2 separate regions of the Mus musculus genome follow, and region 2 is linked to region 1. A link is a contact called in public promoter capture Hi-C data. All regions are on one chromosome and are shown on one strand. The core of a region is the stretch at or near the end of the contact, and the rest is flanking DNA. Distances in the headings are between cores, read along the strand shown.

The links. Capture Hi-C pulls out chosen DNA fragments and counts their contacts.
Region 2: a promoter capture Hi-C map of pancreatic islet shows a contact between it and region 1. The contact joins the promoter of Dnah7b here to the promoter of Wdr75 in region 1. A contact is called at or near these places in 1 of 115 datasets of contacts at active chromatin or transcription factors (craniofacial prominence) and 1 of 9 other capture datasets (pancreatic islet).

What each region holds. Positions count from the first base shown.
Region 1 is chr1:45,793,870-45,796,569 of GRCm38.p6, forward strand. It overlaps Wdr75 (WD repeat domain 75), which reads left to right and starts at 1,297. Exons shown (of 21, transcript NM_028599.3): 1 at 1,297-1,735. The coding sequence starts at 1,653.
Region 2 is chr1:46,065,495-46,068,194 of GRCm38.p6, forward strand. It overlaps Dnah7b (dynein, axonemal, heavy chain 7B), which reads left to right and starts at 1,359. Exons shown (of 65, transcript NM_001368717.1): 1 at 1,359-1,510. The coding sequence starts at 1,496.

The DNA of each region.
Region 1 (2,700 bases), core at 47-2,546:
CTTTCTTAATTTAAACGAAGTTCACCAAACAGTAAAACAACTGAAGTAAAAACTAGTTTGATCATTTATTTTCTTCATTGTCTCAGAATATAATAAGCATATATCCGATCTCAAAGTTTCCAAGTTTAAAGGATGTATTACTTAGACATCAAGAGTCTAGGGTGGGATGGGGGGTTAAGCTCACTATGTTCTTCCACTATGAAAAAGCATACCATAATTATGAAAAAGAAACTCTTTAAATTTGAGATAAAAACAGAATCAGTATCTTCCTGTCTAGCTCTGTCTCCCCAAACTATGAACCCAACAAAAACTAATCGTCTCTCTCTCTCTCTCTCTCTCTCTCTCTCTCTCTCTCTCTCTCTCTCTCTCTCTCCTGCCTAAAGATCTATAGATGTTTTGACCCTTAGGATTATATTTTTCCTGCTATGAATCAGCATAAAGTTATGGTGAATTTCAAATGTATCAAGAATCTGCTCCTGTTAGGGTTAAGATATCAGATGCCCTTCCTTAGGGGTCGTTAAGAGCCAGCACAATGGAAAATATTGACAAACGAACGGTTCAACACAGATATGCAGCAACCTCGAATACAAAACACAAAGTGTTAAGAATCAACATCCTCAGAAGTGGATGCTCACAGTCAGCTACTGGATGGATCACAGGGCCCCCAATGGAGGAGCTAGAGAAAGTAACCAAGGAGCTAAAGGGATCTGCAACCCTATAGGTGGAACAACAATATGAACTAACCAGTACCTCCCGGAGCTCTAGCTGCATATGTATCAGAAGATGGCCTAGTCGGCCATCAGTGGAAAGAGAGGCCCATTGGACACGCAAACTTTATCTGCCTCAGTACAGGGGAACGGCAGGGCCAAGAAGTGGGAGTGGGAGGGTGGGGGAGTGGGTGGGGGAGCGTGTGGGGGACTTTTGGGATAGCATTGGAAATGTAACTGAAATAAATACCTAAAAAAAAAAAAAAAAAAGAATCAACATCCTCAGAAGTCAGGGCTTCTGAACAACAGGAACTGAACAACTGGAGCAAACCGGACATCACTGCAGGAGCCCTGACACCAAGGTGTACTTTTATTCTGGAGTCGAAACTGCATTGGCAAGTGTGGCGTAGATGCTACAGGAACTTAGCGATGCTCATAGAACCGCCATAAAGAGCTAAAGCGCCCCACTTCAGTTACCATTGCAAGAAGACGCTCTTTGAACCCCGCCCCCTCCCAAAAAAAGGCAACGGAGGGGGGTGGGATAGGAGTAGGGTGACTGCGTCATCTTGCTGTCGCTCAATCACAGTGACAGAAAAGGCAACGGCTTCAGTAGGAGAAAGGATGTTCACTTCCGCTTCTGGCGGAACCTTTAGAGTCCGGTAAAAGAGGCCGAAGAGAAAACTCTCTTCTGTATCGAATAGCTGTAGCGGCATCTGGTATGATTTAACTTTGTGCGTGGCTGTTGGGCTTTACTCCTTCTACAAGGGTTTTAATTTGACCCTGCCCAAACTAAAGATGGCGGCGTAGGCGTGGAGCCGACCATAGAGTCTCCAGGCTAGAGAGGCCCAGGCGGGCCGCGGGCGGAAGAGTAGGGCCAGGCCAGTCGGCCTATGAAGGAAGTTCGTAATCCGGCCGGTGCTCGGTGCTTCCTGCGCCTGCGTGAAGATGGTAGAAGAGGGAGTCCGCGTGGTTCGCTGCGGCGGCAGCCGGCTGAACTTCAGGAGGGCCGTGTTCTCCGTGGATTCCAAGTATGCAGTAGGCTGCGGGTCAACAGGGCTCCGGGCACCGCGGGCCGGGGAGGGGAGTGCCCGGCGCGGCGCGGCCCACGGTCGGACTGCGAGGCTGGAGTCCGCGGCGCCGCGCAGCGCATGGACCGACCCGGAGCTCCCCGGAGCCGCCCGGCTTTGCTGCTGTGTCTGTGTGCCTTGCACCCAGGACTCCACCTGCGGGAAGGTTGGCGGTTACAGGGGCAGGTCAGGTGTCTACAAGGGACTAGGAGCCGCTCGGTTGGAAAATGGTCACTCTCTCCGTATGTGCACCGGTCTGACCATGCAGACTAATGTTCACGTGTGGAACGTTTTGGACTTCAAAATCATTAATGATTCAGCCTTTTTCCCGCAGAAAAACATCATAATTACCAGGCTCCTTTTTTCCTTTTTTTTTTTTTTGAGTTTTACATAAAAACAGATGTTAGATCTGTAGGAGAAAGTGTCTATATGCACACAACTTTTACAATAGTGGCTTTCAGTTCGCTGCTTGTCAGCTGGCATTGTTGCTGCCACGTTGTATCATCTAGAAGAGGTGTGTAGTAGGGCTAGTTTTTCAGAGCACTCTGAATGTAGAGATACTTAGGCTCAGTTGTTTGAATGCTTGATCCCCAAGAGGAGCAATTATTCCTGAAGGATTAGGAAGCAGACCCTCCTTGGAGGAGGTGTGCCAATGGGGCAGGCTTGAAAGGTTCAAAAGCCTAATCCATTATCAGCTCTCTGCACAGGGATGTCTCCTGTACTGCTCCAGCTCTCTCTCTCTTTCTCTCTCTCTCTCTCTCTCTCTCCCTCTCTCTCTCTCTCTCTCTCTCTCTCTCTCTCTCACACACACACACACACACACACACACACACCCATCATGGGCTCCACTGTGATGGTCATGGATTCTACCCTCTGCAACTGTGAACTGCAAATAGTAAATACCCCTATTTTAGAAAGGTATTTAT
Region 2 (2,700 bases), core at 109-2,608, 270 kb after region 1:
GATTTATACTCAGAATATTAACAAGTACTCGCAAGGATGCAGAAGAGCCAGACACCTTGCACTACAGGGCAGTGTAAACTGGTATCCCTACTAAGGAAAAACAGCCTAATGGTAACTCAGAAAACTAGAATCACCCCATGCCCCAAACATCAAATCCTTAAGCTCCAATTAAAAAGTTCACAAAGTATGTAAAACAAGAACAAATGGAAATCTGTTTTTAAAACAACCTAAATACTAAATACCAATAGCTTAAAAACTGAACAGAAGGGGGAACCCTAAAAAAGAGCTCAGAAAAAGTGAGGAGGTAAAAAGAAAATAGAATAATAAGACAACCGAGGCAAAAGGTGTTTTAAGGGATGTGATAAGTGATATCAAAGGCTTCTGAAAGAGAGTAAACTAATGATTTCAGGTCGTCAGGGGTGAGCATACCATGGAGCTTTGGAGTGGTGCATTGTGATACAGCAGCACTGGGAGGGGCCAGAAGAGAACCAATTGTAAGCATAATGTTATTGCGCACTGTGTAAAGATTATCCTTGGATTATTCAAATGTTGATCTCTCTGCCCCCATATCTGGTTGCAACTTGAACATGCCATGTAATGGTTATTCTATGTGCCTTCTGCCTGAATATTGTGTAAACATTGCTTCCCATGTAGTCTCTGATTTGCTAATAAAAGCTGATCAGCCAATCAGAAAAGAGAATAGGGCTGGACTTCTGATCTCAGACAGGGGACGGGGAGAGAGAGAAGCAAAGTGTCACCAGGAGAAGAGTGTGGAAAAGACACCATGGGAACCCACACTTGGAGCAGAAAGAGAAAGAGCTAAATCAATACCATACTGCAAGTATCTCAGGGATTTGGGCTAGGAGGTAGGCAGATAGTTTAAAGGAATAGAATCAATTAATAATGGCTCAGCTACTATGCTCTAAAGCAGCTTGATTAATAAATCTTATAGTCTGTTTCTCATTTATTTGAGAGCTAGCTAGGATAGAGAAGAATTATCACTTTTAAAATTGCACTAGCAACCAACAGTGAACAATATCCAGCAATATTCTGTAGAGGGAGCTATTGATTCCCTAACTGTTTCTTGATTGTGTTAATAAAGAGGGCAGAAGCTAACTGCTGGAGAAGAGGAAAAGATGGGATTTCCCGGTCCCATGAAGAAGAGAAGGGGCCAGGCCTTGGGTACAGGAGCACAGTTGCCACCCACCCTTAAGGAGGGTGAGGGCTGGGTTGGAAGCTACCTATGCCTCAGAGAGCCACTCTGCTCGACCTCTCAGAAAGTTCTGCTCCAAATCTCGCAGATGCAGATGACCGGAAGTGGATTCCGCCAGTTTGTTGCTTAGCAACGAATCGACCTTGGCGGTTAAAGCTCTCAGCTCAGAAGAGTGTTGAGACCAAGCAAGCAGTCCAGCGGCGAACAACTCTGGTCTTCTGTTTCTGACTCCCGCAGCAACGATCCCGGCCGATCCTGCCTGGCCCGCAAGTCCTTGCCGCCATGAGCAGCAAGAAGGTGAGAGCTGGGCCGCCAGGGTCGATCCCGGGGGCCAGGCACACAGGAGCAGTACCGCCCCGGCGTTGAGCGTTTCCCTCCAGTTTCCTTCCCAACCGCTGGACCTGGTTGTTATTGTAACAACGGGACACAAAACTGGCTCCACAGCGACCCCAGCTGCACACTGGGAGTGTTTGGGTGGGAGAAGGGTGGGCGGGACGTCTCTGTTGGCATGGACTCCCCTCCCCAACCAGGGGACAGAGACTTGCTATTTACCAAGCCTTCCCACCCCAAGCTGGCCTGGGGTCCAGTATTTAGGCCAGGCTGGCTTTAAACTCGCAACACCCTCTCTCGCCCCCGCCAGTGCTGAGATTACAGGTCACCCCGGTTCTCACTTAGTCCAGTGGTATGCAATAAAAGATGCAATCTACAATAGATACTGCCTAAAATTAAAAATCTCTATTTGTTGAACTTGAGTAACTATAGCATGAAACATGGTCAATGGTTTTGATGCCAGCTCAACCCAAATAAAATGAAGTTGATTCTGAATCTGAAAATTGTACTCAGCTTTTAAGAGTTTTCATCCCTCCATAGTGGTTTCTCTTATAAATTCAGTTTGTTGTGAAAATGGCTGCAAAAGATGATGTGGGGGTTGGGGAGATGGCTTAGTGCTTAAGAGCTTGATATGAAGACATGAAGACATAGACTCAAATCCCCAGCACCCACTTCAAGGCCCAGTGTGACTGAGGTTGCCTGTAACCCAGCACTGTGAGGGGCAGAGACAGGAGGATTGCTGCAACTTCCCATCCAACCCCTTAGTATCTGGTCCAGTGAGAGACCTTGTCTCAAAGTAGTAAGTCAGTGAGTGATTCACTGGCTTCTGTGCAGAGGCAGGGGCACCCTTACACAAAACATGGACCTATCACACACGCACGCACACGCATAGTCACCGGCAAATACACTTCCTCACAGGGGAGGGTAGTTTACAATCTTGTGCTATTTAGGTTTTGTGACAAAACAGAGCAAGGCAACTCAGAGAGAAAATTCTTATTTTGTCTCATTGCTTGAGAGGTCGCTGGGTTCTGGGTGTTTCTGGGCGCTGGACTGAAGTCTATATCAAAGCAGGGAGGAGGGCATGGCAGAGAGCACTGGGGAAGAGGCTAGAGAAAGAGCAACAGGTTGAAAGCACACCCCCAATAGCCTACATTCTT